2 separate regions of the Zea mays genome follow, and region 2 is linked to region 1. Evidence: chromatin contacts called from public Hi-C data. All regions are on one chromosome and are shown on one strand. Each heading gives the region's core, a stretch centred on a gene start, on an enhancer-like site or on the middle of the called end of the contact. The rest is flanking DNA. Distances are from core to core; before and after follow the strand shown.

The links. A called contact is a pair of places that touch in the nucleus more often than the background predicts.
Region 2: a contact with region 1 is called in a Hi-C map of leaf, with 5 times the contacts expected there. The contact joins the promoter of LOC100192586 here to the promoter of LOC103637950 in region 1. A contact is called at or near these places in 3 of 25 Hi-C or Micro-C datasets (bundle sheath, ear and leaf).

Annotation. Positions count from the first base shown.
Region 1 is chr9:12,662,466-12,669,882 of Zm-B73-REFERENCE-NAM-5.0, reverse strand. It overlaps LOC103637950 (dnaJ homolog subfamily B member 3), which reads left to right and starts at 3,270. Exons shown (of 6, transcript XM_008660950.3): 1 at 3,270-3,609; 2 at 3,696-3,789; 3 at 3,902-3,972; 4 at 4,159-4,221; 5 at 4,315-4,605; 6 at 5,280-5,655. The coding sequence starts at 3,478. The coding sequence ends at 5,444.
Region 2 is chr9:12,844,134-12,851,550 of Zm-B73-REFERENCE-NAM-5.0, reverse strand. It overlaps LOC100192586 (putative cinnamyl-alcohol dehydrogenase family protein), which reads left to right and starts at 2,825. Exons shown (of 8, transcript NM_001137801.1): 1 at 2,825-3,001; 2 at 3,095-3,161; 3 at 3,276-3,369; 4 at 4,349-4,462; 5 at 4,601-4,828; 6 at 5,258-5,543; 7 at 5,967-6,117; 8 at 6,201-6,532. The coding sequence starts at 3,281. The coding sequence ends at 6,397. It also overlaps the pseudogene LOC111590239.

The DNA.
Region 1 (7,417 bases), core at 2,021-4,520:
CTTCTCTCTCACACAGAGAGCCTGAGTGCGTTTGGTTGCAGGACAGTCAGTACAAGGACGTCCTCTCCCGCCCCTACAATTTTGAGAGATAAGTGGAGACAACACTAGGATAGTCCTATCCCAACCCTTGACCCTGAACCAAACAACCTTATTTGAGGGATCGTTCCATCCCGTCCCGTCCTGTCATTGCAACCAAACACACCTGTTGGAGACTTGTTCTCAAATGCTAAGAGTTAAGAACAAGGCAACATAAAAAGTGTTAAATACTAAAGTCCTTCGTCCTTCAAGACATTATGTCCCTTCGGATATAATGAATTCCGGATGAAGGTTGTGAAGGAAAAACCTTCGTAAACACAATAAATGATAAGGAAGAATTCATATACGAAATAAAAAATAATATAAACATTGTCATCAACTTATTTTTATTTGCATTACCATATTCAAAATAACAAATTATAAATGTACCTTCGGTTTGACGGAAAGTAAAGATACAGGCGTGATGCAAAAAGCGAATGCCAAACAGTACGGGGGTACTGTTCATCTATTTATAGGCAAGGGACGCAGCCCATGTAAAATTACATTCATGCCCTTTACATTTGCTAATAACTCTATAGTAATCCTTCGAGGTCTAATTTGCCTTTTCATCTTTAAGTCGGTTCCCCTTTTCTGCTGTCATGTCGAAGCTTTCCTGCGCGCAGCTTCGTGATCACCTTATCCTTCGTCGTAATCATCTTTCGTCTGGCTCAAGCTTCGTCTTAACCATGCTCTGTATGCTCATGATCCGAATCCGAAGATACCTGTTCGCATGTTTCACTTGAAAAACATTGTCAAATCATATTTTTGAGGACCTTCGGAAGCCGAAGGCCCCCAACAACACCTATGTGCATCCCACTCTCAGCTGGCTACTAATGAACATGTCGTTCTCTCTCTCCACTTTATTTCTCTCACTATACCATAAATCTAACTTGACATCCTTTAGTGGCTTATGTCACCTTATTATCCTTGGGTACGTGACATTCTAAGACTAGCTCTAACAAGGAGCTCTAAAGGGTTCTGTACCCTAAATTTAGAGGACGATGACGTCCTCTACTCCCTCTAGCAACGTCCTCTAAACGGTCCTCTAAATTTAGAGAACGCTGCTGGATCCTCTATATGTAGAGTTTCTCTAAACGGTTCTCTATCTATTTGAATACTTTAAACAACCGGTTAAAATTAAAATATGTACAATACATTTGAAAGTATGACAAATACGTATGTACAAAAATTAAAAAATAAAAAATATCTTTAATATAGGTATTTACATATAGAGGACGTGATTTAGAGGATGTTGTTGGAGAGAAAGTAGATATAGGAGATGAAATCTTTTAGAGAAGACTGTAAAGAACGGATATAGATGATGTATATAGAGGACGTTGCTGGAGACAGTCTAATAATCTTTTCTATCGACCCATAATCTTCGGGGCTTCTCTTGCAAGTTCGAAGCATCACTCTTTTATAGATATAAGCGGTTTTAATTAATTTTGTAAATTGATTTTTAAAAATGCATAGAAGAGTTGTGGTTAGAAGTGGTAATGGACTATAATTTTTACACTATAAAATTTAAAAATTGTTAGACTATATTTTACTCATTTTAAACTAAAATTAATTAAGAGCTAAATAATTATTTAAATGATGACCCGTTACTATCCATGGTTGGGATCCATCTTAATTCACTCAATATCAAAGCACTTTCGTCATAAAGATCCCGACTTCCCGAGGGTTCCGCCTCCCTCCGGTGCTTGCATTGCAACACTTTATTTCATCTCTCTATCCTAAAAATAAATGTACTTTCCAATTTAAAAGTAGAAAATCAATATTGTTAAGATAGTATTTTTTATGAAGATGCAATCATTATATTTTGAGAAGGAACAAAGTAAAGGTATGTTTAGAAGCCCTCAGCTTTTAAGAATCTAGTTTATAAAAACTAAGGTGGTTATAAACGTACCAGTTTATAAAAACTGAATTTAGTCTTCCTTAGCTAAAACTAGTTTGTAGAAATTGAGGTGGTTTTCAAACACTATTAACCAATTTTTTTTATAAACCATTTTGTAGAAACTGGTGATAGAACCTGAATTCTTAAAAACTTAGGTCATTTTTGGAAGCAAACCATTTTTAAGAATCTAGTTTGTATCTCCAGTTTATAGAAACCGATTTAAAAAAACTAGTTAATGGTGTTTGGAGCCACCTCAGTTTTTATAAACTGCATTTAGCTAAGTTTATATAAATTAAGGTGGTTCCAAATATACTAGTTTATAACTCAGTTTATAGAAATTAGATTCTCGGTTTCTTAAAAACCAAGAAGCTGGCCTCTCTTAGATAAAACATAGAAACTGGTTTTTTAAAAAATTGGGTTACTTCTAAATAGGACCTTAGTTTTTATAGAAATTAGATTCTCGGTTTCTATCTCTAGTTTCTATAAACTGGATATAAACTAGTATGTTTGGAACTAGTTTTTTTTTTATAAACCAGTTACTTAATTCGATGCTTCCAAACATGTCTTTACTCGCTTCGGAACAGGGCCTAAGAAAAAAGTTGTCTTACGTGTATAGAAAAACTCATTTTGAAATAAATCTAAGGTTAATCTAGAGAATCCGTTGTGCCCGTAGATCAAGTCGGCCATTGGGTGATTGGGTCTTGTGAGCCATTGTGCCCGCCGATCAAGTACATTTTTGCATTGCCATTCAGTGTTTCGATTAATTGCTTTATTTATTGAACCATGGCCTCCATACAACATAATTACTTTATAATAATAGAGCCGGGCAACTTACAACATAAATTGTATAGTGTATACCACTACATAATACAATCGTTTAAACTTTTAAAACTCACCGAACCAAATTACGCCTACACTCATAACCTTCACTAAATCCACTAAATAAATTATACCCAAATTTAAACAATTCAAATTAATAGATAATCTTCTCTTTTACTCAATAAAATTAAATAAATAATATTATTTAAATCATTTCTCATCATCTCCGCGACCCCACAATCCCTCCTTCACTCACTCAGCGCCGCCGTTGTGATTTGTGAACCCATTTACTCTTTAGTATCGTAGCAGAGTCGTAAAGCCGTAAGTACCTTTGTTTCTAACTTTTACGAATCATGTTTCACGCAAACCCTTTTTACTACGGTAAATATCTTTGTTAGCATGACGTTAATTAAAAGGTGATGTGACCACATACTTTCCGTCTTTAAAACCGCAAGCAGGCGTCGGTGTCAGGTCCAGCTTCTGGAGCCTTCGCGTTTAGCGTGGAACCGCAAGCCAGCCAAGCAACTTGCGCCACTCGCCTCGCCTCGCCTCGCCTCGCCCCTGTTTGTTTGCTTCTGGCCGGACCCCTTCCCCTTCTCCGGTGCACGCCACTCTGCAACCCCCCTCCTCTCGAGCAGAGCAGTCGAGCAGAGCGGCAGCCTCGGCGCGCGCCGGCGCCAGCCGACATGACTGCCGGTCAGTGCGGCAACATCCAGGACCAGGAGGCAGCTCCTGGCGCCGACCTCTACGCCGTGCTCGGGCTCAACAGGGAGTGCACCGACGCCGAGCTCAGGGTCGCGTACCGGAGGCTCGCCATGGTACGCCTTCCTTTCGAGCTCGCCAATCAACCGCTCCAAATCGGGAACCATTCCCACTGAATTTATCTACACCTGGTTGCATGCAGATATGGCATCCGGACAGGTGCTCGGCGTCCGGCAGCTCGGCGCGCGTGGAGGAGGCCAAGGAGCGGTTCCAGGAGATCCAGGGCGCCTACTCCGGTGACCACTTCCCGTCTCCCCCTCCTTGCTCCTCCATTGATCGATCATTAGCTTGGCCGCCCAAAAGCGAATTTCTTACATTGCATTACATGATCCATACCGGTCGAAGCAGTGCTCTCCGACTCCAACAAGCGGCTCCTCTACGACGTCGGCGTCTACGACAGCGAGGACGACGACGCTGACGTAACTACTCGACCGAACTCAATCGCATGCATGTGCCCTCAGTATCGTATTTTCCGGCCCAACCGGTGTTCTTCAGGGGTTTGGTTCGCGGGGGAAATTCGATTCGATTTGCTTTGCTGACAGTCTCTTTCTTCTCTGATCGTGCATGCAACATGCATCATCCATACCATACCTTACCATCCGCAGCTGTCGGGGATGGGCGACTTCCTCGGAGAGATGGCCGACATGATGAGCCAGGCCACGCCAACGGTAACGCCCGCACCCGCTGGCCAAGATCTGGAGCACCCCTCACGCGTCGAGATCCGTGCGCTGACCCAGTCCAGTCCATCCGTCAACGTGCAGGAGAGCTTCGAGGAGCTGCAGCAGCTGTTCGTGGACATGTTCCAGGACGACCTGGACGGCGCCGGGTTCTTCGGCGGGCTTCCGACGAGCCGCAGTGCCCAGGGTCCTAGCAGCACCTCGTTGCCACCGTCGACGTCGCCATTGCGGCCGACGCCTCCTGCAAGAAGTAAGGGTGCGCAAACACCGTCGTCGTTTAACGGCGCTGGGAGGCGGGGTTCGACGGCGAAGCGGCCGAGGACCGGTTGGGCTGGCCTGGAACCGGATCTGGGCCTCTCTGGATTCTGTTTCATGGTAAGCTCTTGTTTTGTTGCTCTTTTTTCACAGTTGCCTGCTTTTTGGCTCTGCTGAATGCGATGCGCTCGACGCAGCTGTTAAATTATAGTACACCCCATAAGAATTTTTTAAGTTTTGAGATAAAACAATGGTATTGAAGAATACTGTAGTATTTTTTTTATCGAGAGGTGTTTGGCTATATTGTAGAAAACTCTGTTTTGAATATCATGATTTTGTAGATACTATGGTTTTTTTTTGAGTATTTGAAACCCCACTCTAATCCAAAGTTTTTGTCTATAACTAGTCTAGCACATGTATATAAATAATATGGTTTAAGACACTTTGTCTCCAAATACGTATAACTAGGAGTGATATAAAAATATTATAATTGTGTCATTGTTAAAACCATGGTTCGGAAATACTTCGCTTCTAAACACACCCTCATTAAGGTGTATCTTAATATTACTCATTGTTTATATATTTTATTAGAGTTAGAATTCTTTGACTTCTTGAAAACAAATTTTTTTGAAGTGTGAGAGTCGCCGCGTATACAAATGGCATTCCAAATTGTACTTCAAAAGATCTGTCGCCTGTTGAGATGCAAACATGTTCAGACATGAAACTTGCATGCTTCTATATTCAATGTTAGAATCTTTAGTCGCAAATAATAAACACTACCATCTTCCGTGCAGGTGAGCAAGTCGAAGGAGAGGCCGGCGGCATGGGCGTGCGACGGCGGTGACGAGAGGAGCGGCAGCAAGCAGAGGCTGTCAACGAGCCGCGACGTCTCCGGCTCCGGTGGTGGGATGTCGCGCTCGCGCGGCAGAGCCAAAGCAGTAGAAACTTGTGGGCAGTGAACGGCCTCTAGTCTTGAATCTTGATTAGAGCACCGTTTATTCACTTACTGGCTCGCGTCAGTCGTAGTAGCTCGAGGCACGTTGAAAAGGAGAGAGAAAAGATCTGTTTCATTCTTCAATCTATTCCAAGCTAGCCATAAATAGCCAATCTCTTGCTGCATTGTTTCGATGAATTTTTATTTGGGAGAAATTGAGAGTGGTTGGTAGTAAACTAGTAACAACTTTACGAAGAGATGCGGCCATCGTGCCGAATTAATTGGGCGGAGGTACGGTACGGATAAATAGCGGGTCGTGTCGTATTCGTGGATCAAAGTCTAAGCTTAAACACGGACTAATTAGTTTTTAAACGGTCATGTCGGGCTATTATATCGTATCGTGCTAAATCTAAGGCCTGACTTGTAACAGAGTTCAAAAATAACATGTTTTTTCTTGTTTATTTTTCTATTTTTATAGCATAACTCGAAAATAGCATGAAAGTGATGGTCGAATTGGTCATAATTATATATATGGTGGGCTAAATTAGAATAAATAAGGTTGAGCCACACATGGGTCGTGATGTGTCGTACTTAGTTTGATGAGTTGTTCGTGCCTATCATTGTGATAAATGGACCGGGAGTAAATGGGGTATACTCATGCCGTTCGATGGGCTTGTACTCAATCCCAAACACAGCCCATAACAAGCCTCGTGTCAACTCAAACACTATTACTATCGTGTCGTGCCTGTGCTCGAGCCAAAATGGTCGTGCTTCGTGCCGGCCCATATAGCCCAATCTATTGGTCACCTATAGACCCACCTGTTACTGACTCTGACCTTCTGTGTATATGGTCAAATCTTCAGGTGGCCTAATCTACATGTTCATTTTCATGGTAAATCTCTTTCTATGATTTTTCTAAAGAAAACAACCTTTTATGTTTTTAAACCATAACTCACAAAATTTCTATATAACCAGTGGCTCATATTTAACTCAGGCGTGACAAACCACATAAGTCATACTCACAAAAAGTTTCACACCAATCCCAGTGAGTTTGCTATTTATCTACTAATTTAATCAGCAACTTCACTTTTTAATTCACAAAATTCATTTTCTCAGTAAACATACCACTAACATATTTATCACAGATAGATAATCTTAGGAGAAACATAAAAAAATTAGAATCATATTTTTCTGACCATTATTCAGTCACCAATTTTTTTAGAAGAAAAGCTTGGTTTCCTTGTTTAACTCAAAACTGTGCATAAAAGTATTAGGAACTCGATATGCAACATATTTAAACTTTAGATCTATTACATAGAAGTACCACAAAATTTATTTCATGAAATTTTGTGCTCTAAAACTCGTCGAGTTATGAATTTTCCAAGGTTCTATGCGGTTTAAACCGAAAGAAAAGAAAAGAAAAAAAGGGAAACCCGTTTTGCATGTTAGACCTCGGGTTTTAACCATACACAAATCCTTGATTTTAGGTCCTCGGACACTATTCCCCTGAGTCTATGATGCTTTCCAGAAAACCCCTTGGGTTCTACCCCATTTTCGTCTGCTACCCTTGTCTCCTTTCATAGAACAGAGAGAGAAAGAGAGAGGGAGCAGATTGGCCGGAGGCTCACCAGCGTCGAGGTGGAGAGCAGGGCCGGTCCTGAGGGGGTGCGGCGGGTGCAGCCGCACCGGGCCCCCAAAAACAGAGGGCCCCTCTGGCCACGGACGTTAGCACTTTTTTTTCTGCTAAGCATATCTTCCCTAAACATAAATACGCAAGAGCGATGCGCTATCGATCAGTTTCGTTTAGATTGTTAAACTAATGTCTCAATTACTTATCTAATATTCACTTCGTTCCAAAATAGTATTTATTTTAACTCTTGATTTTTATGTCTATATTCAACTAGATGATGAGGAATCAACTAGAGAAGCAAAATAAATTATATTTTGATACAGAGAGAGTATTATTTACTATATACATGATGGTTGCATCGACAGAGA
Region 2 (7,417 bases), core at 1,576-4,075, 180 kb before region 1:
ATATATATAAAACAAAGCTATTTTTATTAAAAATTTGAAGCTGATATGGCACGCGAGAAGGCACGTAACTGATTATTGGATGTTTGGATCCACGCTACTAAATTTTAGTTCTGTCATATCATATATTTGGATGCTATTTAAAAGTATTAAATATAGTTTAACTAGTACAATGGTCGTACGTTGCAACAATACAATCATATTTGATACCTATATATATGATCTATATATTAAATATTAAACTAGTAAGAACAAATATTACAACTTATCTTAGCCAAAAGGTCAAGAAAGGTATAAATTGAAAAGGAGTCTGACCTTTTTTATAGGTCGCTCGTCCTCCTTCAGCTAGCGGGGTGGTATTATGTGGGAGCCTTGCGCTGCTTGTAGCTCCATGTCGTGTTAGGCTTGGGTTGGGTGGTTGGGTTGGATGGTTTCTCATGGGTGATAGTTGTATAGAGGAGGTGAAGACGCAACTCCTAAAAATTCACAAATTCAAACAAACTTAATCTAAATTATAAGTTAGCAAAGAATACATATCAAGCCAGAGTGAAGGAACAAGGTTCTTGCACTTGTTTGCTCTCTTGATTGTAGAATTTAGAGAGTATAGCAAAATCTCAAGTGAATATAAAAAACTTAGAATGAGGGAGGAAGAGAAAATTGCAAAAAGAAAAGCACGCAAGACACACAATTTTTTCTGGTTTGATCATCCACGTTGTGGTGTCCAAAGGACGAGGGTTATATTCAAACCTTCTCAAGTGCTGCCATGATTAACTTGAGGCCACAAATCTTCCTTATAATAGCTTCTCGAAAGGATCTCCACAAATCAGAGTCTCTTGCAGCCGTACACAAGTTTATGAAAGTTAGAACTCCAATGAACAACACGAGCACAAGAACAACATCAAAGAACAAAAACGCAAGCGTACAATAGCAATACAACTCTATCTCTCAAGAATGGGCACTTGAATTACATTGACATGTTTCTCTAATGCATAGGAATGATGTACTAACTTTTGAGTGACTTGGTATAAAGAGGATGCTGGTTAGGGGGCTATTTATTGCCCAAAACCCTCAACTAGCTATGGTGAAATTCTGCTCAGATCTGTTCTCGGCTGGCGCACCGAACTGGTTCGGTGCATTTTCGGACCGTGAACAGTAGCAGCTACCCCAGGATCCTGAGTGATGCTTTCCAAATCTTGCAGACACTGGACCGGTCCAGTCCACCACCGGATCGCCACGTGTCAAGTAGCCGCTAGAGATGCATGTTGGAGCCGCAAGTAGTCGTTACCCGCGAGGTCCTGTGCACCACGGGACCGAGGTCCGATGAATTTTAGCCAAAACTCTCAAGACTAAGTAGTTCCAATATGGTCTGGTCTGACGTGCCAGACCGTCGAAGTCGTCTACAGGGCTCTCTGGTAACTTGGTCCAGTGCACCACCGGACCAATCTCGTGAGTCCTAATCGGCTAAGTTGAAGTTCGTTTTAGCCAAAACTTCTCCAATTTGATTTGGATGGTCTTGGGAGCTATTCTATAACATAGACAAACTTTATTATTAGAGTATGTCAACCTAATCTAAGCCATAGGTTCATACTTTCAACTCATCTTTTCTCATCGTTTTACTTTTTTTTCAAAATGTTGCACTTTCTAGCTTTGTTTGAGCTCGTTTGAACTTGAATTCCTTAATTTGCACTTGAGTTAACACGCGCTCATAGTCTATGCAAATTAGTCAGTCCATTATGTTATGTTGGTCATTAATCACCAAAATATTATAGAAATGACTTATTTGCTCATTTCTCTTTCAACGACGCTTCTGTAATGTAACCATCCATTGTTAGGTGAGAAAGCGGGAAGAGGGACAAACGTACATACTTCGCTGGTGAAGCACGGCACACAAAACTATTACTTTAAAATAGCAGAGATTACAAAACTAATTAGTAATTAACACAGATGGAGACTAAATGGTAAGAGACAAACCTATTAAGGGAGTGTTTGGAATCGCTCCATGTTCCAGCTCGAGTGTGAAGCTGTAGTTCATAATATCAATTTAAATATTTTTAAAAATAATTTTAATCTAAATAATAAACAAAATGACTTATCTAAATGTCTTCTAAAGACTTACAACTCTAACTCCACGATTTTCTGAGCACATTAGGAAATGTTTGGAAGGACTTCATTTCAAGAATTACAGCTTCGTTTTTTAGCTTCACCATGAAACAACTTCAACTGATCGGTAAGACAGAGCTCAAGAGTGTTTGGTTTGCACATAGACTTCAACTTCTGTAATATAATTATTTTTTGTGAGTTTCCCAAGTTACCCTTGATGATTAGCGGGTGGAGAAAGAAACATGAATAGATAGGTCATATAATCAATGACATGGTGGGTAATTTTTATGCAATGTCACGAGGAGGTATGAAAATAGTGTTTTTGAAGCACTCTTTGGGGGAGCTTCAAAAATTTCATGAAACTAACCTCTAGTTTTATTTTTTTGAAACTAGAGCTCGTGGAGCTGGACCGGTTTGAATAGAAGCAAAAATAGACCTGAAATTTTTGAAGTGAAGCTCTTCTAAACAGGGTCTCAATGAATTGCTTCACCAACTCCACCAAATTTTCTAGAACTAGATCTATGCCCAAACAAGGTCTAAACCTAAATATTTCATGGTTCACATATACGATGATACATATTTGCTAATCATATATTAATTTCTCTAATAAATTTATCTCTTCGATTTATCTTCATCGCTATAATTAGTTTTGTATTTACAAAATATTTAACACTCGTATTTGATAATCACATGTGTTGACCTAAGCTTCAGAGATTCAAAGCAACGAAAAACAATCTACGGTTGCCAGGTCTGCGACGTCAGTGCCGACGAACTCATGGCTCGCGAGAGGCCCGTAAAAACATGATAGCCAGATCTGCGACGTCACGGCTGTCGCCAGTGATCGCCATTCGCCACCCTCTCCGTTCCATTCCAATCCGTTCAGCGGTCAGCGGAACATGATACGGTCTGCGCCCTTCCAAGCAATCACATCTTCTTCCCCGTTATAAATCGCTCACTCGCTATCGTCGGCTACCTGTATCCTGGCGACACCCAACAGCCTGCTTGCCGCGCTTGCATTGAGGGGAGTTCGGGGAGCGGCCGGTGCGGAAGGAATCGACACAGAGGCGAGTCTTTTTTTGTCCCCTCCCCTCCCCTGTAGTGTCAACGATGAAATTTCCGTCTGTTTGAGCCAGGCCTTTCGATTTACTGACTTGGCAGGAATTCATTCTGCAGTTCAGTTCACATGGCTGCTGAATCAGAGAACGGCAACTGCAAAGCTTGGGCAGCGAGAGATCCTTCTGGAGTTCTCTCACCACACAGTTTTAACCGCAGGTGGCTCCGCCTTCCCGATTGGTGAAACGTTGAATCATTTTTATCGCTCTGAATGCTGTCTGCTTACTTTGCTAAACGACAAAACCTATTCCTTTGGGATATTTGTGGAGCGTATTGTTTCTATGCCTTTTTATGTATGTTACTTTTGGATTTCAGTGTGTTCCATACCGTCTTTCAAATGAGCACATCCAGTGTGGAACAAGTAGTGCAGCTATTTCTGCTCGTGGTCTGTCAAACTAAGGCCCCGTTTGGTTAGAGGGACTAATCTTTAGTCCTGTTTAGTCCCTATTTTGCCAAATAGAAGGTCTAAAGTAGGGACTAATTGACTTTAGTCTCTAGTCCCTCACATGAGTGCTAAAAGGGACTAAAGGGCGACATTTAATTAAAGTGCCCTTACCTAGAAACTGGCGTGAAACAAGAAAATGGGTATTTCGGTCTTTATGTGTTGCATTTAATATATTTAGAATCTGTTTAGTCCCTATAACCAAACAGAATAGGTAGTCCTAGGACAGTAGGACTAATGGAACCAAACGGGGCCTAAGGATTCAAGAGCTAATTGCTAGCTAGCTAAAATTAGTCTAGTGCATCCAAACAGGAGGGCTAATAGTTGTACTCCCTCCGTTTCTTTTTATTAGTCGCTGGATAGTGCAATTTTGTACTATCTAGCGACTAATAAAAAGAAACGGAGGGAGTACTATTTTTTAGCTAAACCTTGAACTAGTTATTAGCCAACTAGCTAGCCAACACCAGCTACTTTGAGCTCCACATCCCAACTAGTAACTAGCCTTAGCTCATCCAAACAAGCCCTAAAACATGAAATTGATGCTTACTATGGGCATTTGGTGAGAATTTTAGGCCTGATGGGATTGCAGAAATTTGAGTGCAAACAGCAAAGTGTTTATCTCTCTGTTCAGCTAGCTTATTGGTTTCATTTTCATAGTCTTCTTACGAGAACTATTATATGTACGTTAATTTTCAGAGCAGTGCAAAGCGGCGATGTTTCGCTGAAGATCATATACTGTGGAGTCTGTTATGCAGACGTTGCTTGGACGCGGAATAAGCTCAATGATTCAAAATATCCTTTGGTTCCTGGGTAAGCGTTTTCAGATCAATAAGTTGAACCCCTCAGAGGAAACAAAACATCATAGTCAGGAGTGCTGATTAAGTGTTGCCCATTGTCCGAAAATGGTGTCTGTATGTACTATATATTCACAATGATTAATTTGTGCAGGCATGAGATAGCTGGAGTTGTAACTCAGGTTGGTGCAGATGTCAAAGGCTTTAAAGTGGGTGACCATGTAGGTGTTGGAACATATGTGAACTCTTGCCGTGATTGTGAGAACTGCAATATCTCTCTAGACAACCATTGCCCAAAAGCAGTTTATACTTTCAATGGCATTGATACAGATGGAACTGTCACAAAGGGGGGTTACTCCACTCACATTGTAGTCCATGAAAGGTATGTCAGTACCGTTTTGATTGGTTGTTCAAACAAGATTTTTTATATATGTATTGATAAAAACTAGTTATAGGGACGCAAACAGGTTCCATTCCATTATAGTTTGTTGATTTGTTGTTCAAACAAGTTTTTTTTTATATATTGATAAGAACTAGTTTTAGGGACGCAAACAGGTTCCATTGTAGTTTGTTCCACTGCAATTTCATTTGCCCATTTGATCACACCATGTCTTATTCAAGATGATATGCAGTTTCTTATGAGAGTGAGTAAAATTTGGGTTATTGTTGTCAATCCATTTTAATCATAATCAATACATGATGAAAGAATAACATATAGGTCCGTATAAGTCATTATTGACACCATGACGCTGGTTCAGTATAGCTTGTCAGATAAGAAATCACATTTTCTGTTGATTAATTAAAAAATTAGGTATTGCTTCAAAATACCCGATGGCTACCCTTTGGCGAAGGCAGCACCTCTTCTGTGTGCTGGAATAACCGTGTATACTCCAATGATGCGACACAACATGAACCAACCTGGAAAGTCACTTGGGGTCATTGGTCTTGGTGGTCTGGGTCACATGGCTGTGAAATTTGGTAAAGCATTTGGTCTTAAGGTCACAGTTTTCAGTACAAGTGAATCAAAGAGAGATGAAGCCATCAACCTCCTTGGAGCAGATAATTTTGTTATATCATCAGACACACAGCAAATGGAGGTACTGCCCTGCACATTGCATAATTTCAACGTACCCACACACATAGTACTGATATGAGACATTTTACTTTTGTCCTAAGTCAAAATTCTCTATTTTTGTCAAAGTTAATAGAAAAATTGTGATGGTCCATTTATTTCACTAAATCTGCTATGAAATGTGTCTTGATGGTGCATTTATTTGGTATTGTAGATGTTAATATAGTTTTCTATAAGCACATCACATTGTTTTTCACAAGGAAAGAACAGATAGCAGATCACTGTCTTTCTCATTGTTTTGCTATTTGACTTTAAAGCTCCAGGCAGCCAGTTCTGTAGATGACCATGAATAATTTTCTTATGTTGAGAATAAAGATAACAGCTAAGTAATGTTTGTTCTCCATTACCTGAAAACTGATCGTGAATATATGGTCTCTTGCTTTTGCAGTCCCTGAAGAACTCCCTGCACTTCATAATTGACACTGCTTCCGGTGACCATCCATTTGATCCGTATTTCTCTCTCCTTAAGGTTGGTGGTGTGATGACATTGGTAGGTTTTCCAAGTGAGATCAAAATGCATCCTGCAAGCCTTATACTTGGTAATTCTCTGTTCTGACACTACTAAAAAAAACATGGTAACAGAAATGAATTGTTTAAATTTAACGTGAACTGCTTTCTGTAGGTGCGCGGACCTTGTCTGGCAGTGTTGTTGGAGGTATAAAAGACATCCAAGAAATGGTTAACTTCTGTGCAGCCAACAATATCTATCCGGAGATTGAGATCATTAAGATAGATTATATCAACGAGGCTCTCGCGAGGCTTGTTAATCGAGATGTGAAATACCGCTTTGTAATCGACATCGAGAACTCCTTCAAGTAGCGTGCTAGTGCACATGCTCTCGTCTTTCTGTTAGTGTTCAACAGTTCAAGAGCTATTACAAATGTGAGTCATGCCAAATAAACTTGATGTAAACAACCATAATTGAACAGCAAGGGGAAACAGGTATATTGTGATAATGAAGTCGCTCTATGAATATTCAACTGCAGTGTTCTCTGACAAATAATAGCAACTAGTCTGTCTGCGATGTCTAAATCAGCAGGTGTGCTCTTTTACACGCAACAGTGAGTTTGAACTTTGAATACACTCCTGCCCAATACAAACAATTTACACAAACCCTACAGTTAGAAATGAATCAAAACTAAACGAACATGGGAAAGTGGAACCTTTTTCTGTATTTAATGCAGCATATTCAAGTACAAACAGAGCTTCTAAATTCCAAGCCCTATTTGGTAGTATTATTTATCCATCTGAGTTCTGGTTTTGTTTTATTTTCTGGGATGTAGTGGGGCGGTGCTCTTGTATGTTTGCTAACGGGATTTCCCCCTGGATTGGTTACTTCAGATAACTTTGACGATATGCAATTACATGATTTTTTTTTGTTGTATTGTCATGTTTCATACTCCATCCTTCCTAAAATATAATTAGGTTTAAACTAAGTATACATTCGTTCATTAATCTATGATGAATATAGTATATATATGTATGTCTATATATTATCACTTATTTGGATGTGGACGGAAAAAAAATAGACTAGAAATAACTATATCTTAGGAAGTAGGCAGTATAATATCTTAGGGTTGCTGTGCATGTTTATGGATACGTTTAGGCAGGCCTTCCCTGGTCCCTACCCTGCACCCACCGTCCCACCCTTTTTACAGCGAGATTAAAGACATCGATTAGATCATGTGATTCGACTGTGACGAAGAACTAAGCGCGTTCCGCCATTGAAAGATCCAGTACAGAAACATAGACTTGGTGGGTGATGGGCAGATGGCGTAAACAACAATTCCGATGTGACAGGAAGCGGAAAGGGAAGAGAACCGTGAGCTCTGCAACCTT